6 separate regions of the Mus musculus genome follow, and all the other regions are linked to region 2. The links are chromatin contacts, called in public Hi-C and HiChIP or PLAC-seq maps. All regions are on one chromosome and are shown on one strand. The core of a region is the stretch at or near the end of the contact, and the rest is flanking DNA. Distances in the headings are between cores, read along the strand shown. Region 1 overlaps Sorcs2 (sortilin-related VPS10 domain containing receptor 2). Region 2 holds the start of 2210406O10Rik (RIKEN cDNA 2210406O10 gene). Region 3 has its middle 15 kb from the start of Bloc1s4. Region 4 has its middle 3.2 kb from the start of Gm33114. Region 5 overlaps Sorcs2 (sortilin-related VPS10 domain containing receptor 2). Region 6 overlaps Man2b2 (mannosidase 2, alpha B2).

Region 1 (3,640 bases), core at 631-3,130, 390 kb before region 2:
GTCTCATTTGAAAGCCCAAACAGAAAGCCCATACACACTCAAACCTACGCAGACACACACACTCATATACCTACAGACTCTCACACTCATGTACATACATGACCACAGACACCACCATTAGAATTAGTAGAAAGCTGAGCACTTTCAATAGTGATGCCACCAGAGCTCAGAGCAAAGCTGCTGATATGCACCCTCTAGAGCTGATCTTCCACCTTGCCACAGGCTACCTCTATGTAGATTTTTCTACTTTTACAAGATGAGGGAACTAAGATTCAAAGAGGTAATACATCACTCAGTATCACACAGCATTTGCACATAAGGAGCAATTCTCATTTCATTGACCTAAGTTCACAGTACAATGTCAGTGGTAAAACAGTGTCCCCTAGTGAATGGCTGGCCATCTCTGACCCTATCTCTGGGTCATCTGAATGATGGGGGCAAGCTCTTTTCCATCTCATGAATCAGTTTATACATCTGTAAATTGGGAGAGCTCACACCCACAGCCAGTCAAGAAGAAAAACATTTAAGGGTCTAGTGGCAACATCTTTTGCATTAATGGGGGCATTACCACTGTTATCCCCACCAATGTGCTGGTGTTTATTATACCCATCCAAGAGCTTTATGGAGCCTTTCCAATTCATTCTCATGGGGGGGGGAGGTGATTTTACTATCTGTCATCAATTCTGCAGAAATAGAACACTTCTGCTTAATAAAAGATAAACGTTGAAAATAAACAAGAGCCAACACTGGAGGGATAGCTGAGTAGCTAAAATCTACATAAAGGTAGCCTGTGGCAGGGTGGAAGATCAGCTCCAGAGGGTGCATATCAGGAGATTGGTGGAATGTACTTTAAGGCATTGCTTCTCTGAGAAAGGGTAAGAAAATTCAGCCAAGGCAAGGAGAAGGTGACATTATGGGAAAGTGCACCAAGGAGTACATATAAGTGACCCTCATATGGGACCAGAGGGCCAGCAGCTTTGCTCTGAGCTCTGGTGGCATCACTGTTGAAAGTGCTCAGCTTTCATTCTCCCTTGCTCAGAATGCCTTGTCTTCATAGGTGGAACACTAATGCCTGCCATTGCACTGACTCTCTTGCAGCTAGACTATTGGGTCAGAGTAGGAATGTGTTCACAGGGTTTAGAAAGTCAAATCGAGATGAGGTGTTTCCTTCTCTCCTTGGGGTACATCCTCTGTCTCAGGGAGCATGCTTAACTCTGGAGTGCAGAGGGAAATATACATTCTGCTTTTTACATAGGTGCTGGGGATATGAACTCGGGTTCTCATGCTTGTACAAAATGCAATTGCAGACTGAGCCATTTCCCCAGACCCAGAAGTATTTCTTGACTGGAAGAGAGGAAAAGAGGGAAACAAAGCAAAACAAAGTGAATCTGACCTTATCTTAGAAATAAGTACCCCAGCCAGAAAGCAGGTCTACAGTTCTGGCCCAGGGAGATAAGGCTGTGGGTGATAAGAAAGTATTCCCAAGAGATCTGGGTAGAAAGGACGAACAGGTCTTGGGAGGCTTAGGACCTTGCTAAGACTTGGGAGGAACACATATTGGGTATCACCCAAAAATTCTGTAGGTACAGTAAGGTACCTCAGATTGTGTCCCAAATCATGACATAGTGAGGAAGGAACAGCGGAAGGCAGGATACTCCCAAGTGAGGCAGAGCCTTTGTTAGAGCAAGGGCAGGCATCCTGGAAGAGGAAGGAGAGGTGGGTGAGGGGATGGCAGAGCAGGGGAAAGGAGTCTGGGACTGAGTGGCCAGCTCACTCCTGTTCATAGGCTGTTTGTGCCTACTTGGGGCCTCTGGACCTGGTGTATGACTGTCTGGTCAAAGTTGAAGCTGGTCAAGTTTCTGTTTTGTTCCACCCAATGTGGTGAGACCAGCATACTTCCCAGATGAGAGCCACATGGAATCCTGGACACTCCTAGCCAGGAACCACACCCAGAACATTCCAGAAAAGCCTGGCATAGCCCCAGCTACCTAAGGACCTAGGACCAATGCCCAGTGTACTGCTCTGAGCCAGAGTGCTTAGCAGTGTGTGCCTTTCAGCAGTGTCCAGACGCCTGGCTAACAGCAAGCCTGTAGATTTGTAGAGTCAGAGCTGGCCTGATTCCACTTCAGACACAGCTTCTTGGGCATCTAAGCATTGACAGACCACCAAGCCCCCACAAAACTCAAGACGGCCATCACTTACTAATTTCCCCAAATCCCTAGTTCCTTTTATAACAGCAATTAAACCTTTTTTTCCTCTCCTTTCTTTCCTTGTCATCACAGAAAAGAGCCAAGGAAAATAACCAAGGTTTTCAGCTCCATTAATTTTTCAGGGCACCATAAATTAAGGAGCAATTGCAACACAGTCAATTTCTTCAGGAAAATAACTCGCCGTAGCTGCGCTTTGGTCTAATTACATGGAAGGCTAAGTACTGCTATTAATACCCATAAGGGTGTGCAGCCCTGAGGGAAAGAGGTAGGAATAGACAGGCAGCCATAGGCCAGGGACACTAGACAATATGTGTTAGACCTTGGCAAGAAGGCTGGGCTCTGGGGAAAGCTGGCCTTGGCCATCACCAAGGGTTCCACTTGGGGTTCTCTTACCTGGCTGACCCCTGTTAGTAGGAATTTGTCATTGATCCATATGTTCATTCATTTAACCAACTTCAATCGATCCATTCATCCATCCATCCACTTATTTACTCACCATCTATCTCCCGCCCACATATCCATCCACCATCCTACTCAGCCAGGCATCTTTCCACTACCCCACATTCCTATGTACTAATCTGTTTGCTCATCTGGCTCCACCCCTGAACTCATCCATCTATTCATTATATATATATCACAGTCTATCCAAATCTATTCATCCATCCATCCATCCATCCATAATCTACCTATGGTGGTTTAAATAGGTATGGCCCCCAAAGACTTATGTGTTTGAATGCTTAGCCATAGAGAATATCTCTATTAGGAGGTGTGGCCTGGTTGGAGGAAATGTGTCACTGTGGGGTGGGCTTTGAGGTTTCCTATGCTCAAACTGTGCACACAGTGTGGCACACAGTCTCTGTCTGTTGCCTGCAGATTAAGATGAAGAACTCTCGGCTCCTCCATTACCATGTCTGCTGTGCACTGCTATGCTTCCCTCCATGGTGATAATAAACTGAACCTCTGAAACTGTATGTCAGTACTAATTAAATGCTCTCCTTAATAAGAGTTGCCTTGGTCATGGTGTCTCTTCACAGCAATAAAACCCAAACCAAAGCACTACCCATCTATCTAAAATCTATTCATCCATCTGTCCATCTATCTATCCTTCCCTATATTCATATATAATCTATCCATCCATCTCTCCATCCTTGCCTGTATCCATCTATAATCTATTCACCCAACATATAGTTTCAGAGAACACTTGATATTATTATAGTAAAATATAAATCCAATATACCTTCTCAGAGCTCAGCCCTAGTGTGTGTGGGCTGCAGATTGTGATCAAACAATAGCAGAAACATGCAATTGAATGTTAGCACCAGGGAAGGGGCACAGGATCGGAAAGAACATGAAGGGTGGGTCCATGCCTGTTGCATTTCAGGTACAGAGGTCTGATAGCCTGGACACATGCTGGCTTTCACACCTGTCCC
Region 2 (3,714 bases), core at 58-2,557:
GTCCCCTGCCCTTTTCACGGTTGGTTTGTTCCATCACAACCAAGTGCCATAGACTCAATCCAATTATGTCTCTTGATTTCATTGGTGCTCTAAGTATCCCTTCTCCTCTTACTCGACCCCAGCCCTAATGAATTAACAAATCAGGTCACTTGTCCTACAAAACACCAGTGAACCAGGATTCCTGGAAAGAAACTGTCTGCAAAGGCCAATTGACGGATTAAAGCCTCAATGACTGGAGATGCTGAACCTTGCAGGTGCAGAGCCTAGTTACAATTTATCTTGGGCTATCTTTAGTTCATTAAATAGATTCCCTGCCCCACTCAGTGTCAGACCTAACAGCAGGAAAAGACGATTAAAATCTTGGTAACACAGTAACAAAACTCTAATCTCCACCAAAGGGCTAAGCTTGCTATCAAATAGCATCTGCGGACTACAGCTGAGATTCCCGTTTGCTATAATCACCTACTTAATGTTTTCACTAATATATTTTATGTCTTGAGTTGTGGCTTTCTTTGTTCTGCTACTATGCAAACGTCCTGAAACTGTTTTCACGTTGGAACACAGGTGTCCTAAAACTGTTTCTGGGCCAGTCACTCATAAATGACTCCAGAATAAACTTATTTCCTATGAGGTGAGAGCTGTGCTTTTTGTGTGGACATGCTCTGCCCCACGCCCACGGCGGGCAAAAGGCAGCATGTGCTGGGGAAATGATTTTTAAAAGAGCGAAATTAAATAATAGAATTTTGGTCCCTTTTTTGTTTGTTTGTTTGGTTGGTTTGGTTTGGTTTGTTTTACGAGACAAAATTTCTCTGTGTAGCTCTGGCTGACCTGGAACTCACTCTGTAGACCAGGCTGGCCTAGAACTCAAGAGATCCGCCGAGAGCACACACAAGCCGTAGTCCACGGACGAAGCGTTCTGTCTCGAGATTTGCGGGAGCCGGGGGGAGGAAGGAAGAAGCTGCACATACCTAGACAGGACAGAAAACGTCCTCCGACAACTCTCAGCTCTGCGACCTCCCCCATAGCAGTGACCAAACATCAGCACCCATATTTTCGAAGCTCTCCTGCACACACTGCTGTTAGTTTTTTTTTTTCTTATGTTGCGTTCTGAGAAAATTGGAGGTGGCCGAAAGTACAAAATCAAGTAACGCTCATCGGGCCGTCCACAGCCAGCCTGTTGACACAACGCGCTTGCGGCATAGTAGAGATGGGGTCCGTCCCTTCCCGGGACACCCACGTTCCGCCCGCAGAAGGTAGCAGGAGCCTAAAGCGAGCACCAGTCACTTGGCACGAGTTCCCGGGTCCCCGCCTAGCGCTCGCCGCCTTCTGCCCGCCCTGACGCTCTTCCTCTTCATTGGCTGTCCCCTGGCGCGACCACGCCCACAGAAGCTCCATTTTCCTCCACTCCTCCCACCTCACCTTTCACCTCCTCACCTTCCGGGGCTCCCAGAAGCCTCAGTCTCCGCCCACCGGAGAAGGAGGAAACAGAATTCCGTCATGACTCGTAATTATTGGTGGAAATGGTCTGTCCATCAGAACAACAGCGGTCACGGATTAGCTAAAAAGCAGCAGTAGGTGGGAAAACCGGTGTAAGGGGCGTCCGCGCATGCTCAGTGTGGGCGCAGTGACGCGACCTCGGGGGCAGTCATGGCGGCTCGGTGTGTGAGGCTGGCGCGCCGCAGCCTCCCGGCTTTGGCACTGTCGTTCAGGTAAGAGAGCTTCACTCCTCTGCGTCGGCCTCACTCACGGCCGAGAGCTCTGGTGGGGGGTTTAGCGGCAGGACTGGTCCCCGCAGGCGGTGCCCGTGCACCCTGAAGTCACATCCTCACCATCGAGTCCCTGTGCCTGTTCTCAACGCGCGGCTGTCCTGGTGTTTACTGTGCGGCACTGCGCGAACTGGGCTCAAGAGACGAGAAGTGGGGACGCTGGGGCGTAAATGCGGGGATCTGGGTGATGCGTCAGGTGGAAGGCTCCGCCATTTGTTTGTCTGGTGACACACGGCACTCTCTCGGGCATAGGGGCACCACCCCTCCTGGAATTGCAAAAGTCAAGCTTAGAAGCGGGAGACTTGCCCAAGGTCAGGCAGCCAGGCAGAAGCCCGCCCGACCAGGGGCTGGGGTTGCTAATCCCTAATCCAGTCCAGGATGTGTACTGCCTGGTTTGTGGGCTTTTTCCACTCACATTCCTTCCCCCACTTTTGCCCTCCGCGGAATGTGAGGTCCAAGGAGCAAGAAAGCCAGTGTGTGTGCAGTTTATTTAGACAATGCCCATTTTTGCCATCTTTACTTTTACCCGTGGCTTCAGGTTTTTGAGTCGCATCTCCAAAGTTAGGCTCAGTATCTTTAGCTTGTTCCCTGCTAGGACCAAGTTTTTGGTTGATTAAAAAAAGAGAGACTTTGCCTGAGTCTTATGGAAACGGAGTGAACGGGAGCTGGCCTTTTCAGCGGGTGAGAGTGAGCAGGCGGATGATCTCGTACTTGTGACTAAAAGATGAAAACAGGTCTATGTTGTGCAAAGCAGGGAGGAGTCTGAAGTATTCCGGGGGAAGCACTTCCTATTTGTGGTGCTCTGTTTAGAGTTGACAGGAAAGAACCCCCATTTCCCATCCCATCCGGCCCTGTCCCATCCCCCAGCTTGGTTCATGTCTATCTCTGAAATTGTGGTTTTGAAGAAAGATGCTCTAGTAGGAAGTCATAACTCCACAGTATCCCATAAGCTTGGCTTCCCTCTTTCCTCCGAGACATAGCCCTAGGAATTCCTGCCCTGAAAGGATCTATACAGCAAAACTGATCTGCTGAAAGGCTGTGGTGGTCACTCCTAGGGGTGGAAATAATTCATAGTGAAGGCAGCCTTCACATTTTGTAGGTTTTTATATTCTTAGCATAATTTTGCTTCTCAGAATTAATTACTGATCTTTCTTTTTTAAACTTACGTGTGTGGATGTTTTGCTTGTATGTGTATGTCCATGTGTATGCCAAGTGCCTTCAGAGTTCAGAAAAGTGTCAGATACCCTGGAACTCTTAGAGTTAGGTAGTTGTTAGCTGGGAATCAAAGTCAGGTCTTCCACAAGAGGAACATGCTCTCAACCACTGAGCCCAACTCTCCAGCCCAGATTCTTAGACTTTTTAAAAGCGTGAAAGTAAAAATAAAATTAAAAGATCACTGCTGGAGCCAGAGAGAGATGGATGGGGCTCATTGGTTATACACTGGCTGCTTTTGTGGAGGACCCAGGTTTAATTCCCATCATCCACACTGGGTAGGTCAGCCACCTGTAACTCCAGCCCCAGAGATCCCACACCTCTTCTGGCTGCCTCTTCAGACTCACTTCCAGGACTCCTTTGGACTTCTCTTCCCATTTCCTCTGCATACACTCCCACTTTCATCTCTCTGTCCAAGTGATTCCCAGTTCCTGAGATGTATCTCTCTTACCCACCCTACTCTGTAACTCACCTGGGCCTGCTGTGGACCTGTGCACAAGAGCACACACTGTAATCCCAGGACTCAGCACCTGGGAGACTGAGGCTAGAGGATTGCAAGTTTATTGCCAGACTCAATCTCTGAATAAACAAATACATCAGAAAAGAAAACTAGGAGCTGGAGAGAAGTCTCAGTGGCTGAGAGCGCTTGCTGCTCTTGTAGAGGACCTAAGTTTAGTTCCTAGCATCCACACTGGGACAGATCACAACTGCCTGCAGTTCCAGCTCCAGAGTATCC
Region 3 (3,546 bases), core at 422-2,921, 300 kb after region 2:
TTTTCCCCTAGCATGGGTAGCCCCCATATTATGCCCTCTTGAAGTTCAAGGTTTCTTCAGAATGCTTAGACAGGTTTCATGCTGGCTGCTCAGAGGATGGGGAAAACCCTGAAACCAAAGTCACCAGCGTCTCCTCTGTGACCTCACCCTGGCCACTGTCTGCTTTCCAAAGACAGTGTCAGGACACTGACCTGAATAAAAACCGTGGTCTGTTGGCTGTTCTCTCTCTCTCTCTCTCTCTCTCTCTCTCTCTCTCTCTCTCTCTCTCTCTCTCACACACACACACACACACACACACACACACACACACACCTTGTAATGTGCTGTCTCTCAGTCTGTCACCGGCTGCACCTGGCCCTTCTAAAAAACAGTTACAAGCAGCATCAGTTACAAACATTTCAAGTGGCTGTCGGGCCAGCACTCCACGACTAACCATTTTAATAACTGCGGGGCTTGGGTTGTGTGGCAGGGCCATGTGTCCAGCAATATGTGACTATGATGCAGATGGCTACATGTCTGGCCTGCTGGGTCCTTCCAGTGAGGTGTTTCTTTGTTCAGCAAAGACTTCAAGGTTTAAAGGAAATGTCTGGATTCTCTGAGCCAATGAGAATTTCATAAGCATTTATTAACCAGAGGGACACTGGCCAACTCAGCCCAAGGAAGTAACTGCTAACAAGTACTTTCCAGAATCCAGAGATTTACTGCCAGGCCCTCCTGGGGACTCTGTCAGGAATCTGGCATCCCAGACACCATCTTTCTGAATCATTTGGCATCTTCCCTTGGGAACTGACTGACGGTGACAGGCAGAGGTGAGCACAGCCGCAAACACTATGAACGCCCTGAAATCCACCTGGGCATCTCCATCAGCGTCTAGTTCCTTCAGCAGTTTGTTCAGACCTTCTGTGTCATCTCAGCCAGAGGAGGGAGGGGGCAGAGTCAGCAACAGGAATGCAGAGTGGGACTTGGGCCTCAGTCAGCTCCAGCCTCAGGGTCAGAGGGGGAGGGGAAAGGCACCCACCAGTGAGCCACATGGCGGCCAGCCACACTTTGTGTCTACACAATGACACACTGGTGTATACAGGCTGTGAGATGCTTTGAATGGAGTGACAGGACTTCACCTAACCTCAAGTGCTGGTCCATGTCTCAAGCCCCCAGACCCGGTTTTTATGTCGATGCTGGGGGTCTCAATTCAGCTCCATATGTTCTTTACTTACTGAGCCATCTTCCTAGCCCCTCTACTGTGCTCTCAACGGGAGTATCTGTTTTCCACAAGCCTGCAGGCTTCACAACTATAAGGCAAGGGGGCTGTCTCACTTACATTCATTAGGGATGAAGACTAACAGACCGTCGGTCCCAAGGAACCTACACAGAAGCTCTGTTTGCTGCTCCAGCCCACTGCTAAGGTCCCAGGTCTTTTTGGAGAGGACAAGCCTGGTGCAGGCTCTGAAAGCCTGGCCATGTAACAGTTAGGGCTGACACCATCCTTCCTGAGAGGTGAACAGAGGACAGATCTCAGCGTCAGCATCAGGGGACCAGCAGTGCAGCTGAGATTTGGAATGTTTTGTGTTCCTATGGCATTTTCAGAAAGTGTGAGTTCAGACCACCCACTAAGCCATGGCTGTGCACGTGAAAGTGGGTGTTAATTATAGCAGGTTAGAATGGCAAAGTCAGGGGAGGCTGCAAATTCAACACTCAGAGAGTAGAGGGACACACCCATCCACCTAGACTTCCCGCACTTCTCAGAATACCTGCACGGGGCTGAGGATTGGGCTCAGTCCATAAAGCGCTCACCATAGGATCTGGGTTTGATTCCCAGAAACCACATACAGAAGCTGAAGATGGTAATATGTGTTTGTTATCCAACACCAGGGACATAGAAATAGAGGAGTCCTTGCTGGTCAGCCAGTCTAACCTAATTGGTGAGTTCCTGGTCAATGACCTTATCCCCCAAACCACAAAGAGGCAGGGAGTCCAGAGGAGCCAACCTTCAGGCTAATGCGTGCTGCCTTTAGCCTTGGTCACAGAAGCTTCTGTCTGGTGGCAAAGGTCAACGCAGAGACACACAGCTGGCCTTCTTGTTGAGGTTAAGTGACTGTTAGGTGCTCAGTCCTATTGGGACACACCGCCTCCTCAAAAGCTCAGGGACTGTCACAGAAGAGGGAGTAAGAGCCAGAGGACCGGAGCAAAGGGTGCTGTTAAAAGCTGGCACGGCCGTTACACTTAGGAGCTTACAGGGACCGTGCTTTCTTGTAAGACCTGCACAAGGTGGGGCCGTCGGCATTCTTCGTGGACAGGAGAGGGCACGAGGTCCAGTCCTAAGGAGCCACTGGTAGTCGAGAATGTTGGGAGCAGGGAGGTCATTCTTTCAGCTGTGTAGCCACTGGCAAGTTGCCCATTTCCGGTAAATAACAACCCCCCAACCCCCGCAGAGGACCGTGCAAACAATCCTACTTGTGGGGTCACACATGAAACCAGAGAAGACCTGGAAGCAGGAGTTGTTGGAAGAGGGGATCAGTGGTGGTGAGAAGGGAATCAAGGAGGGAAATATGGGCACAAAATGAAAATACATGCGTGGCATTGTCAAAGAATAGAAGTAAAGAAACATTTAAAAAGAAAACTGAAAAAAAAAAAAAGCCGGGTGTGGTGGCGCACAGCCTTAATCCCAGCATTTGGGAGGCAGAGGCAGGCAGATTTCTGAGTTCGAGGCCAGCCTGGTCTACAAAGTGAGTTCCAGGACAGCCAGGGCTATACAGAGAAACCCTGTCACGAAAAACCAAAAAAAAAAAAAAAAAAAAAAAAAAACAAAAAAAAACAAAACAAAACAAAAAAACAAACTGAAGTTGGGAGTTCCTGAGGAGGTATGGCTGAGGTTGACCTCTGACCTCCACCCGTGTACATACACATGTGCACACTTATACACACGTATCCACAGCACAGACACACACTCCCTGAAGATTAATTTCTCAAACTTTGATGATCATCAGAACATCCCATGCCCTGTGCACAACTCAACGATGTGGTGACTGTCTTCAGAAAGGCCCAGACTTAGAGAATTCACACCATTCTATTAGGCCCCAAACAATAGTAACTTTCATATTAATCAGAATTTCGCCCTCAACAATGCTTGTTTGGGAGAAAGAGAAGAAGAAAAGAGTCAGTATTCAAGATGGCTCATTTTTCTCTCTCCATGCTTCTGCATTTTTTCCGTCATTTACAAACACATTTGTAATAAAACAAAACAGATGGAGTTTATTGTAAAAATGTGTCATTGTTGCATTTCTGCTTAGGACAGAAACACGATGTTCTGGGCTGTGGGTGACAACGTGAACCTGAGTACTCTGACTTTTTTCTTTTTTTTTATTAGATTTTTTAAAAATTTACATTTCAAATGTTATCCCCTTTCCTTCTTTCCCTCTGAAAACCCCCCTATCCCATCCCCTGTCCCCCTGCTCACTAACCCACCCACTCCCGCTTCCCTGTCCTGGCATTCCCCTACACTGGGGCATCTCAGGACCAAGGGCCTCTCCTCTCAGTGATATCCCACAA
Region 4 (3,540 bases), core at 199-2,698, 260 kb after region 2:
GGCAGAGGGAGGGTATAGGGAACTTTCGGGATAGCATTTGAAATGTATATAAAGAAAATATCGGGGCTGGAGAGATGGCTCAGCGGTTAAGTACACTGACTGATCTTCTGAAGGTCCTGAGTTCAAATCCCAGCAACCACATGGTGGCTCACAATCACCTGTAATGAGATCTGACGCCCTCTTTTGGTGTGTCTGAAGATAGCAACAGTATACTTAGATATAATAATAAATAAATCTTAAAAAAAGAAAATATCTAATAAAAAAGTAAATAAGTAAGTAAGTAAATAAATAAATAAATAGAAAGAGACACTCCGTAACATAACATAAAGCATAGTAGTTTAATAAATAAATTGTAAAAGGAGAGAGAGGGGGGTAGGAAGATCACTGTGAGTTCTATACTAGCCTGGGGTATGTATTGAAACTCATTTGCTATCATTGTTTAAATTGAGGTAAAATTCACACCACAGATATTTAGCTATTTAAAGTGTCAGTTCTGTGGCATTTATCCACCTACAGCAAGCACTGCATAACTGTCACCTCTGTGTAGTTCTATATGTCCTGCTCTCCAAGACCTCACCCCCCTTCCTTCCTTCCTTCCTTCCTTCCTTCCTTCCTTCCTTCCTTCCTTCCTTCCTTCCTTCCTTCCTTCCTCCTCCTCCTCCTCCTCCTCCTTCTTCTTCTTCCTCTCTCTCTCTCTCTCTCTCTCTCTCTCTCTCTCTCTCTCTCTCTCTCTTTCTCTGTTTATTTATACTTTTCAAGTGCTGGGGACGAGACCCAGGGCCTCACACATGCCCGGCAAGCACTCCGTAACTAAGCCCGTACCCTAACTACAACTCCATCTCTACCACTGGCCACTCCCCATCTTCCTGTCTGTTGTATCCCTGGCAACTGCTGGGTTCCAGTGGGAGTCACGCAGTGCACTGTTCGGCTTCGGGTGACTGGCTTTTCTCACTGAACCTGTTTGGAAGGCCAACAGGCTTTGTAGCAGGTGCCTGCACTCTGCTTCCTTCCATGGCTGCCCGAGGTCCCACTCGGTGGGTCTTCTCTGCCTTTTCATTCACTCCTGCTATGGGAACAGTACGCTGACCCGTGGCCTCTCTCAGTGGCTTCTGGTAGAGTAAAAGTTCCCCAGACCAGCCACCCGATGCTTACACACATAAAGTCCTTGTCGAACGCGTGGTTCTCATCCTTGTTTCCAATGAGTGTCAACTGCACACTATAGCACTTATTGAGCACTTACTGCATACTGTCCTGAATGTTTTGTTTTCACTCAATGGTGGTGTTTTCTGTCCATCCTCAGTCCCTCCAGTAGCTGGCGTGGGCCTCACGTGATCAGTTTCAGAGGCCGGAAAAAGGTCAGCTAAGGAATTATCTATAGAGGAGAACTTAAAGTCGGGCCAGCTCCAGTTCACGTCTCACATGCCCCTGGTGTACGCCCTTGACTGGACGAATGCAGACTTCACCCTGGGCGGTAACCCAGAGGACTTTCATTTTCCTTTTCCCCAGGGCTCGATCTCTGCTTCATTTTCAGTCATTGATTTGTTTTCACAGTGACCAATCAGAAACAGAAAGCATAACAGTCAGGAGGGGAATGAAAGTGCTGAAGGTGAATTTCAGAAAAGCTGGACTTTAACCAGCTCATGTGGCAGACCCACCCAGTGGGCTGCACCAGCAGGGTGGCAGGGCACCTTTGCCTTGCAGGAAGACTACAATATAATTGGGGTATAGTTTTAGCTTTTGCATGTTTATCCTTCTTTGGTGGTTCTTTTTTGTTTTGGGGTTTTGGGTTTTTTTGTTTGGTAGGTTGGTTTTGGTTTTGGGTTTTTGGACTGTTTGTTCATTTGTTTGGTTTGTTTTGGTTGTTTGCTTTTTTTGTTTTGTGTGTGTGTGTGTGTGTGTGTGTGTGTGTGTGTGTGTGTGTTGTTTGTTTGTTTGTTTGTTTGTTTGTTTGTTTTTGAGACAAGGTTTCACTGTGTAGCCCTAACTGGCCTGCATGCAGACCAGGCTGGCCTCAAATTTGCTGCAATCCCCCTGCCTCTGCCCCTCAAGCACTAGGATTCTAGGCATCTCACATCATAACTCACTTCTTCGTTGCTCCTCAGATGAACAAGAGCCTTTTATATATTCACACAGGAAGTCCAACTTCCTCCCTCATGCCCTCTGCCTTGGATCCAGCTGGCAGGTGAACCTGAACCCCATGCCAGCCAAGAGCTCAGGAACTCACACTAAAACTACCTGCTATGCAATAGCCTTTCCCCTTAGGACCTCCCAGCACAGCCCTGTATCACCCCCACTCCACTCCAGCACCCCTCAGAGCCATGAAGAGAAAGTAGAACATACCCGATCTAGAGTCAGCACAGAGTCCACAGAGAGCCTGGGCCCCAAGTTCTCCTGGTGCCATTTACCTGCTCCCCCAACTATTTGCTTATGCTCTGCCTTCTACCCAGAGCTCTGTCACCCTCAAGTCTCCATCATCCTTCAGGTACAACCAGCAGTGCCCAGGGGAGTGGTCCCAGGAGCCAGCAGCAGCCCAGGAGTGTGCAGGCCCTGGCTGCCCTGTGATGGGTGTTTCTATGCCCTTGTCTGGGTGGTCCTCACCAGCTCCCTGTGAGGCAGGAATTGCCTTCCCTCTTCTTGCCTGCTTCCCTCAGGTATAAAGGGCCTCACGTATAGCATTAGAAAACACCCAGGGGACACTCACTGCTGCTATCCCTGTACTAGGAGGAGATTTCTGAGATGAGAGCTGAAGCGACTCATCTGAGGAAGTGCAGCCAGTGGGCGGTTTGGCCTGAGCTCTTTCCCCATGTAGCCCTCCGTGTTCTGGTTCTGGTTTCCAATGGGAATGAATCTTCAAGGACATGCAGAGAGCTCCTTGCGAAGGAGCCATCTGTGCACGGTGGGAGAGTTGACTCTCACACCAGATGGCCAGTGCTCTAACCTGGGTCTGCCGTGTATTCTCTGTGCCATCTTGGACAAGTTTCCTGACCCCTCTGCACCCATTTCCTCCTTCCTGGCATAACTCCCGAGAGGAGAAGATAAGTCATACCCCTCCACAGCCCACCTGATAGATACCTGCTGCTAAAATAAAATCAGAGCTTCTTGGGCCTCTCTGCTGAGCAGCTGGGGAGAGCCAGCTGCCAAAAGCCCATCTTGGGACAGGCTGTAACTTCCAGAGTGGCAGGTGCCAGTTGGTTATCCTCATTTTAGGGGTGGCTTTGGGACACCCTGATTGGACCAATTCCTTCGATCTTGCAAGCATCTTGAGTCACAGAGTCCTGTGCTACCATCTGCCTTTACTGAAAGTGACCCCATGGTTCTCAGATTCCCTGGGGGAAGCGTAAAGCAATGTCTACCCCCTCCTCCAAGGTTCCAGCAACAAACGAAGGCATGGTGCTGCCAAAGTTCACTCTAGGGAACCGATGACTGGATCAGGCTTCCTGACAGAGCCTTCTTGGGGTTACTTACAGGGGTGTGGGCACCCCTCCCTCAACCTGCTGCACCTGAAATGTGTTATTCAACTAACATGACAGATTCCACATG
Region 5 (3,627 bases), core at 303-2,802, 330 kb before region 2:
ATATTACTAGATGTATGTAAGTATGTGTGTATGTATGTAGGTAGGTAGGTAGGTATGTGTGTGGGGGGGTGGATGAACAGTTAGAGGGATAAAAGAATAAATAGATGGACTGATGGGTGGACAGGTGGATGGACAGATGGGTGAATGAATGGATGAACAGATAAACAAATGAAACAATAGACAGATGGTCAGAGAGATGAAAGACTAGCTGTCTGGATAGGTAGAGAGACAGATGGATGGACAGACAGAAAATAGATGAGCAGATAAGTAGATGGATGAATTACTAAGATGTCTCAGACTCTAATCCCTACCCCATGTCTATACTTGTTCCTTGGGGGCCTGAACTTCAGATCCACTTGTCCCATGATGCATCTGTTCATAGCTGTCCTGTGTGCTGACAGGGTAAACAAAGTCCGGAGTCCTTCTGGGCTTAGGATGAGGACATGTGGATGGGTAAGACCCGGTTGTTGGCTTCTGTGTCCTGAGGTTTTGGCCAGGAGATAATATTCAAAGATGTAGACTTGCAAGACTTGGGTTCAAGGCTAGCCCATCACTTGAACTACTTGATGCCCATGCAGAGATCCCTGCCCTGGCTCCTTATTGTCAGCAACCAGAGGACCACATCTCCAGCTAGCATGGTACGCTTCAGCTGTCTAATTCCCAGGACCTCTGCCCATCTTGACTACAGCTATACTAAGTGCCTCATTATGCCCTAGAAAAGGTGTAAACCCAAGAAAGGGAAATGTGACATAAAAAATGTCTTTCCTTCCATGGGGACCTAGAAATGACCTTGTGAGTGTGGGACCCCAGGCAGCTGAGCTGCCATGCTTTGGCCTTAGTCAAGAGGCAAACAAGGCCTCAGACACAGAGAACAGCCTCTCCTAGGAGAGATACTGTCACCTCCTCCACAGAGATGGAGTCTGAGGGTCCATCTCAGACCTCTAGGGAGACAGGTGTAGGCCTGCTCCCAACCCCTACCTGCTCTCTCTTTCCACCTAGCACTTGTCTCCAGCCAACAGCTACTCATAACCCCCTTCCAGGTAGAAATCAATTCTCCTCCCCTCCCCCACAGAGTGGAAACTCTGTCACTCTTCAGAGGAAGTGAGTAAATAAAGAGCAGCTTTAGGAAGCCTGCCCACAGCCTCCCTGCCTGCTGCCAGGAGGATGGGGATGGGGATGAGAGAGACAGAGCAAATAGATCGATAGAGGTAATTACTAGCCGCTTCCCAGGCTCAGCCACCCACATTTTTCCTGGGCTCCTAAGCCACAAGGACTAGAGCATCTATTCTGATTATTGCTTGTCCTGGAATTCTGGTCAGGGCCTCCAGGCCTCACCACTGGAAAATATAAAGGACAGTTTAGGATGGTGCGGAGTGAAGTTCCAGCTCCACTCTGTCTGTATCAGGGCCCTATGTAGCATGACTCAGAGTGTGACATCACATCCCCACCAGCAGGGGCTGGGCTGACACTGGTAAATGGTCACTGTGCAGGGCTCTCTCTCATAAAGAACAGGTGATGTTATTGTTCTTCAAACCACTGGCAGGAGAAAGGCACAGGGTGGGTGGGGCCTCACTAGACCTTACTGTGAGGAGAGGTGCTCACACCAAGGCCTCTTCCTATCTAAGTCACCTCTGTAACTAGTTTCCTAACCACAGCCAGGCTGTGGCTTTGAGATCCAGAGTCTGATAGGGGTTGTGATTGTCCAACCAGGACCTCTTCTGGCCCTACTCTCCAAACTTCCCATGCATTCTGACAGATTCCCACCTGTCCAAGGCACTCCCCCAATAAGCATAACCCTAGAGAGGCCCCCCAGATGGCTCAGCTGGGAGGGCTGGAGCCTGCCTCTAGGCACCTCCTGTTCCAGTCAAACTAAGAGGCCCATCAGTCCCCTACTGCAGTTCTGAAGGGTTGGGGAAGGGGTGTCCATGGGCCATCTACAGTCTCATGACTCTTCAGCCCAGCTCCACAGGGTGGAGACAAGCCCTGGTCTATCTGCCTGGTACATAGCTTGGGCATTGGGGACCCATGAATCTTGTAGGGTTATAGCCTGGACTCCAAGGACCAAACAGAGCTCAGTGGGAGGCAATGGGTGTTGGAGGAGCAGGAACACTGGATGAGCAAGCCTGCTTTAACCCCATAGCAGTCCTAGTGGACCACATGGGGTCAGTATGATGGAGCATAAGAGCAGGTATATGAATCTCCTGGACCAGATGGGAGGCCTCTTGAGGAGGGCTCCATAGCACTGTAGACACAGCAGTCATACAATGGGTTGTAGGACCTGGGCTCCAAGCACTGAAGTCAAGCAAAATTGAGTAGAGGATCTATTTTCCAAAAAGACACTAGCTCAACTCTCTCAACTGAAGTTCTCCTGGTCAAGGTGGGCAACTGGAGAGAGAGAGGGAGAGAGAGAGAGAGAGAGAGAGAGAGAGAGAAAGAGAGAGAGAGAGAGAGAGAGAGAGAGAGAGAGAGAGAGAGGTCACAGGACCCTTAAAGTGGCTCTGGGGACATTGTGAGTTCCTTCTTGCCAAACATAGCCATCTGTCCTTTTTATGGTTCCAATTGGTCTCAGTCCATGTCCTGCTTTCTCTAAGTCTGTAGGAAGTCACCCCATTGCTCTGGGTCCCATCATCCTCATTTGCAATTGGAGCTGGAACATGAAGATTACTCTTGGGCTCAGAGCACTCACAGACACGGAACACCCACATGTGAAGAACTCACAGGCATAGAATGTTCACAGAAACAGAGTATTCATATATACACAGAGCACTCCCATATGTGGGTCATTAACAGGTCAAAAGTACTTGCAGGATCACTCATGGGCACAGAAGTCTCACTGAGGGACTCACATATGTGGAACACTCACAGGCATAGAGCAATTCAAGAATGAAGCACCAATGGCCACAGAGCTTTTTTTTTTTTTTTAGTGGCACATTCCCACATGACACTGTGAACAACTCACAGATGCAGAGCATCACAGGCTCAGAGCACTCACAGGCATGGAACATGTATGGACACAGAGTGTGAAGTGCTCAGACCATGCTTGTGGGACTCCTCCACATGCTATGCTCCGATATCCACTCATCAACAATACAACACGCAGGGTAGCTCATCCACTCCTCTCCGTGGAACCTGGGTCCAACAGCCTGGTATTGTTCCTATGGCTTCTTAAAGCAAAGACTACATGGCTCTTACCCAGGAAGGAGAGTTTTCAAAGGTGCTTGATTGTAGAAGGCAGTTGGCCAATATTCATTGGATGAGCACACAATTATCATTATGATAATAGAATCTAGCCCACGGCAGTTAATTCAATTCTCAATCTCCATGGTCTGTTATTAATCTCCAGCTACTTAATAAGTGTGATAAAGAGAATGAGTCTCTGCGTTGCTAGGACGCTTTGCAGTCTCTAAAGCTCATGCCAGTCATCATGGTCCTTTATCTTTACATCATTTAGATAGTACAAGATCCAGAAGCAAAGGTGTGACACCATCCCCTGTTTACAGATGGCATAAGCAAGGCTCGGGTATAAGAAGTAATTTGACAGCTCACTGCTCAATTGATGGATTTAAGATCTTTGTAAAGGAAAGGTAGAGGTATGAAGCAGGGTCATTTTCTAGGACTAATTAAGTA
Region 6 (3,828 bases), core at 1,097-3,596, 350 kb after region 2:
CAGCAACCACATGGTGGCTTACAACCATCCTTAATGACATCTGACTCCCTCTCCTGGTGTGTCTGAAGACAGCTACAGTGTACTTACATATAAAATAAATAATAAATAAAATCTTAAAAAAAAAAAACCAAAACGCAGCATGCCAGGACCTCAGATACGACACAGAGCCATGAGGCTGTCACAGAAGGCCTGGGGGAGGCACAGCACGAACACTGACTTTAGATCATGGCTAGGTAGGTTCTGCAGGGGTCTAACCTGTGGCCCAGGACAGCTACAGATGCAGCCATTGTAAGGTCATAGGTGGTGTGCTTCTGACACCTGAAGTTCTAGGGTGTTGCAGGATCATGTTAAGGAAGGAAAAGACACAGCAAGGAAGGAGATGGAGAAGACTGAGGGGAGAGAGAGGAGGGGTAGGGGACAGGCGTGAGTCTGTTTGTAACGACTAGCAGAGTAAGCTTGAGGGAGCCACAGACAGCACTCAGACTCTACGTCCCCTTCCTGCTCCGAAGCTGGGCAGAATCCTGAGGCAGGAGCCACTACTCCTGGTGGGCGCATCCTAGGCAATGGTGATGCTCACCGTGAACGGGCGTTTCTTCGTCAGCCAGTTCTTTTAACAACACAACGGGCCCGTGCTGCAGAGCCACCCCACTCCTTGGGTGCAGGGCCGTCATGGTGGACTTGGGCCCCAGCATGAGCCAGAGCACCGGGTGGACAATGGAGGTGTCGTTCAGCGTGAGGTTGTACTTCAGGTCCCAGGCCAGGTTGTTCCACAGCCGTCGATGGAGCATCACCTGCAGAAATCACCTGCGGTCCTTCCTTGGCCCTGGCCATGCTGTGGATGGCTGTGAGGGCCCATGGGGGGGTGGGGTGGGGGTGGGGGACAGCCAGGCCTCTCTTACCTCCACCTGCCCATTCCCTTGGCTGGAGACACCGTGCGGTCGCTCTGCCAGCAGCACCAGCCTGCTCTTGTCATCCTCGATGAAGGCTGACTGTACCATGGGGTAGTAATTCTGCAGACACAATGCCAACCAGTGGCAGCTTCAATACAGGGTCAGGCAGACACCAGCCTGTCTCCTAGGTACAGTAGCAGAGCTGCTTGTGAGCCGTGTAGCTTGGCTGATGGGACTCTCGGCCCCTGCTAAGGGCTCAACACACAGAGCACCAAGAATGAGCCCCTGACAAAGCCAAGGAATTAGGTAGCAGGGAAACAGGTGGATGCCAGGATGCAGAGCCCACAGGGCAGATCCTGATCAGGACTTTTGAAACAGCTCTCCCCAGGGGCCTCGCTATTGCTATGAGCAGATGCTTAACAGGGTCAGGAGAGCCATGCCTGGGAACAGCATGGGGCTGCTACAAGCATACCCGGGGGATGGGATTGCTCTTGAAAGCCTTGTAGGGCCTCCGCTGCATCTGGTAGCCGTTGTTGTCAGAGTAGAGGACTTGCTGGCTGTTTAGGTCGCTGCTGGTCCTCAGGATGGCCTCACGGTTTAGGTCCAGGGGGCCCACTCGGTACTGCTGCTCTATCCGTTGGCAGAGCAGTTCTCCAGCGAGGCTCGGGTGGGCCAGACGGGTGTGGATGGAATAGATGTACTCCTGGTCTGTTATGTACCTGGGAAGGGGGCATGGGAGAGAGTAGGGCCTGGCTGGAAGCTCCTCCTTCCATATAGGATGCCGGGTGCCAAGAGGCAGCTATGGGAGCAACCCAGGGAGGACTATGGACCCTGTGGAGATTTATGTAAGCCCTGGACCATTCATGGAGTAAAGAGAGCCCTTCTCCCATGCTCTGACTCAGCTACCCACAACATAATGGCTCAGGCGTATGCAAAAAGCACAGGCAGAGGAGATCGATTCTCTCATGCTGCTATCAGTGACTAGTCATGTGCCAGGGTCATGCCCCAAGTACAGGGACAGGGGCTCTGGGGGAAGACACAACACTGACCCGCCCACCCAGAAACGCACCTGTAGAAATACTGCCTTATGTCCGTTACCAGTGTGCCTGCCACCATTTCCATCCCCACCGCTTCCCAGGAAGGCTCAGCGGTGTTGTTGGGTGCAAAGAGGTAGTTGTCAGAAATGGGGCCCTGCTTCACGTCCCAGTTGGCCTGGTACTCCAGGAACTCTTGGGTCATGCGCACCGTGCGGTTGCTCTGTCTGCAGAAGTGAGAGAGGAGAATGGTTGGTGTCGCCCTCAGCAAGATCACTCACCTGCAGCAGGGCTGTGTGTACTGGGGATCAGGATTGAAGAAAATGTCCCCCAGGAGATTGAGGAAGTTACTGGAGGCCTCAGGGGAAAACCTCTGGTCGCACACACAGCCAGGAACTGTCAGGTGACGTCACAAGAGGGAGGCCGCACACAGGCTGCCAGCAGGGTGCACTGTCCCCAGACTGCTCTTCAGAGGCTACACTGGCACAAGAGTGGAGTTGCATCATGCCAACCCAAGTCGTCACTGTGCCATGTGCCAGAGGTCCTTCATACCCTTTATCCCCAGGGACATGGGTGAGTGGGTGGACAGATGGACCCAGGGGTGGGTAAGGACACACAGATATGGAGGGCAGTGGCTGGCTCGGTGCAGAGATGAACCGAGGTGAACAGATATGGAGGGCTGGTGGGAACAGAGTATTAAAGACCCTTTCTGTTTTAAACAGTGTAGATATTTCCCGAAGAACAACTCTGCTTTTGTACTTAGAGAAGCAGACCACGTGAGCACCTTTCCTTTGGAGCCCTTCAGTCTTCCCTTTGTCTATGGGTCAGGACTCTGAGAAGAGACAGTTACGGCAGCCATTCTGCAGTGGCCCAGGGCCCCCCTCCTAAGGACACAAGAACAGGAGGGGGCCTTGCTATCACCTGGTCCTTCCCTGGGGAGGGTGATCACAGAAGGGGGTCACAGGACGCTGCCCATGCATCCCGGCCCTAGACACACTTTGGCGGCAGCACTGGCCTCACCTTACCTATCCTGAATGCTATGTAACATGTTGGTGTCCTGGTCGAACAGCAGAATATAGCAGTCATTCATCACGGGCACCAGGCGCTTGCCTTCCTGGCTGGGCTGGTTCCTCAGTTTGAGACTAAACTTGAGGGTGTTGGCCCTGGGGGCGACCAGCTCCCTGGTGCCTGCCTGGTCCCCGCGGGCGTGCATGACTTGATAGTGCCGATAGTTGAGGCCGGGGATGGTGGTCAGGATGAGCAGGTCGTATGCAGAAGGGTCCTTTGTAGAGTTCTGAATCTGCAAGCCAGCAGCATGGAGAGGAAGCCCCCTCAGTCACCTCATAACTCTGGCCACACACAATGGAGTGGGTGCCCACTGTCTGCCCAGGCAGTGGTGGCCTTCTACCTCCTGAGGATTCCCATGCCATCTTTACAGGCTACAGGTTTGCTCTCTGAGACACTCCCCGGCTCTGAATACACTATCTCAGGGGCCTTGCCTTCCACTCACTTCTCCTCTTTGTCTTGTCCTTCCCCATGCTGCCAGTGGTGCATGGGGGGTGGTACACAACAATGACAAGAGACCATGTGACTCATACTGAGTGGCTCAGGAGTGCAGAGGGGGCGCAGCCTAGAGCTCACCCCAACCTTGGCACCTGTTACAGTGCGTCTTTAAGACGCTTGGGGGCCTTTGCATAGGTGCAGTGGAACAAGGTCACCAAGTGGCAGACAGCAAATGCTCTCCAGCAGGACTTCTCGCCCGTACCTGTGTTGACACCGGGTGGCCCAACTCATCGGTGACGCTGACATTGGGGAAAGCGACAGTCAGGGTGATAATGGTGGTGATCTTCCAGGCCAGCGGGTTGTACACAGAGGCGGAGTATCCTACAGGCCTTGTGTCTACC

What was found. HiChIP or PLAC-seq counts read pairs in DNA pulled down with a chosen protein or histone mark. A called contact is a pair of places that touch in the nucleus more often than the background predicts.
Region 1: a contact with region 2 is called in an HNF4G HiChIP or PLAC-seq map of pancreatic cancer cells. The contact joins the enhancer-like site here to the promoter of 2210406O10Rik in region 2. A contact is called at or near these places in 5 of 39 promoter capture datasets (the 3T3-L1 cell line, the SN4741 cell line, cranial neural crest and 2 more), 1 of 15 datasets of contacts at CTCF or cohesin (the NIH/3T3 cell line) and 3 of 115 datasets of contacts at active chromatin or transcription factors (embryonic hindbrain, memory CD8 T cells and pancreatic cancer cells).
Region 3: a CTCF HiChIP or PLAC-seq map of the NIH/3T3 cell line shows a contact between it and region 2, with 11 read pairs. The contact joins the enhancer-like site here to the promoter of 2210406O10Rik in region 2. A contact is called at or near these places in 14 of 39 promoter capture datasets (3T3-L1-derived adipocytes, the C10 cell line, the HPC-7 cell line and 10 more), 4 of 15 datasets of contacts at CTCF or cohesin (CD8 T cells, the NIH/3T3 cell line, embryonic stem cells and 1 more), 28 of 484 Hi-C or Micro-C datasets (the C10 cell line, CD8 T cells, ECoMG-derived neutrophils and 18 more), 24 of 115 datasets of contacts at active chromatin or transcription factors (the HPC-7 cell line, bone marrow-derived macrophages, craniofacial prominence and 14 more) and 3 of 9 other capture datasets (adipose tissue, liver and pancreatic islet).
Region 4: an H3K4me3 HiChIP or PLAC-seq map of bone marrow-derived macrophages shows a contact between it and region 2, with 4 times the contacts expected there. The contact joins the enhancer-like site here to the promoter of 2210406O10Rik in region 2. A contact is called at or near these places in 12 of 39 promoter capture datasets (the C10 cell line, the HPC-7 cell line, HPC-7-derived erythroid cells and 9 more), 4 of 15 datasets of contacts at CTCF or cohesin (the NIH/3T3 cell line, embryonic stem cells, large pre-B cells and 1 more), 40 of 484 Hi-C or Micro-C datasets (B cells, the C2C12 cell line, CD8 T cells and 20 more), 32 of 115 datasets of contacts at active chromatin or transcription factors (the 230-238 cell line, CD8 T cells, the SCID.adh cell line and 20 more) and 5 of 9 other capture datasets (adipose tissue, bone marrow-derived macrophages, embryonic stem cells and 2 more).
Region 5: a FOXA1 HiChIP or PLAC-seq map of pancreatic cancer cells shows a contact between it and region 2. The contact joins the enhancer-like site here to the promoter of 2210406O10Rik in region 2. A contact is called at or near these places in 3 of 39 promoter capture datasets (the 3T3-L1 cell line, cranial neural crest and hippocampal neurons), 3 of 115 datasets of contacts at active chromatin or transcription factors (embryonic stem cells, large pre-B cells and pancreatic cancer cells) and 1 of 9 other capture datasets (embryonic stem cells).
Region 6: a contact with region 2 is called in a Hi-C map of myeloid progenitors, with 3 times the contacts expected there. The contact joins the enhancer-like site here to the promoter of 2210406O10Rik in region 2. A contact is called at or near these places in 11 of 39 promoter capture datasets (the 3T3-L1 cell line, 3T3-L1-derived adipocytes, the C10 cell line and 8 more), 22 of 484 Hi-C or Micro-C datasets (B cells, CD4 T cells, the G1E-ER4 cell line and 11 more), 8 of 115 datasets of contacts at active chromatin or transcription factors (the 230-238 cell line, bone marrow-derived dendritic cells, bone marrow-derived macrophages and 3 more) and 2 of 9 other capture datasets (adipose tissue and liver).

The regions. Positions count from the first base shown.
Region 1 is chr5:36,073,426-36,077,065 of GRCm38.p6, forward strand. All of the region lies in intron 4 of Sorcs2 (sortilin-related VPS10 domain containing receptor 2), which reads right to left. Among named protein-coding and RNA genes, the nearest start is that of Gm52811, 9.7 kb to the right of the region's middle. Within about 2 kb of position 1,881, at least 71 of the 459 cell types and tissues checked have an H3K27ac peak or open chromatin away from gene starts, as enhancers often do. A contact at or near this core is called in the NIH/3T3 cell line, the SN4741 cell line and pancreatic cancer cells, where this site is marked.
Region 2 is chr5:36,463,547-36,467,260 of GRCm38.p6, forward strand. It overlaps 2210406O10Rik (RIKEN cDNA 2210406O10 gene), which reads right to left and starts at 1,308. Exons shown (of 3, transcript NR_126488.1): 1 at 969-1,308. Grpel1 (GrpE-like 1, mitochondrial) reads left to right here and starts at 1,639. Exons shown (of 4, transcript NM_024478.2): 1 at 1,639-1,709. The coding sequence starts at 1,648.
Region 3 is chr5:36,761,855-36,765,400 of GRCm38.p6, forward strand. It overlaps the pseudogene Gm40318. Among named protein-coding and RNA genes, the nearest start is that of Bloc1s4, 15 kb to the left of the region's middle. Within about 2 kb of position 1,672, at least 8 of the 459 cell types and tissues checked have an H3K27ac peak or open chromatin away from gene starts, as enhancers often do.
Region 4 is chr5:36,725,098-36,728,637 of GRCm38.p6, forward strand. No RefSeq gene overlaps it. Among named protein-coding and RNA genes, the nearest start is that of Gm33114, 3.2 kb to the right of the region's middle. Within about 2 kb of position 1,449, at least 96 of the 459 cell types and tissues checked have an H3K27ac peak or open chromatin away from gene starts, as enhancers often do. A contact at or near this core is called in B cells, CD8 T cells, the G1E-ER4 cell line and 15 more, where this site is marked.
Region 5 is chr5:36,134,914-36,138,540 of GRCm38.p6, forward strand. All of the region lies in intron 3 of Sorcs2 (sortilin-related VPS10 domain containing receptor 2), which reads right to left. Among named protein-coding and RNA genes, the nearest start is that of Gm52810, 9.6 kb to the right of the region's middle. Within about 2 kb of position 1,553, at least 18 of the 459 cell types and tissues checked have an H3K27ac peak or open chromatin away from gene starts, as enhancers often do. A contact at or near this core is called in pancreatic cancer cells, where this site is marked.
Region 6 is chr5:36,812,370-36,816,197 of GRCm38.p6, forward strand. It overlaps Man2b2 (mannosidase 2, alpha B2), which reads right to left. Exons shown (of 19, transcript NM_008550.2): 10 at 3,690-3,828; 11 at 2,950-3,224; 12 at 1,960-2,151; 13 at 1,363-1,609; 14 at 900-1,010; 15 at 578-791. Among named protein-coding and RNA genes, the nearest start is that of Man2b2, 16 kb to the right of the region's middle. Within about 2 kb of position 2,347, at least 27 of the 459 cell types and tissues checked have an H3K27ac peak or open chromatin away from gene starts, as enhancers often do. A contact at or near this core is called in B cells, myeloid progenitors, neutrophils and 1 more, where this site is marked.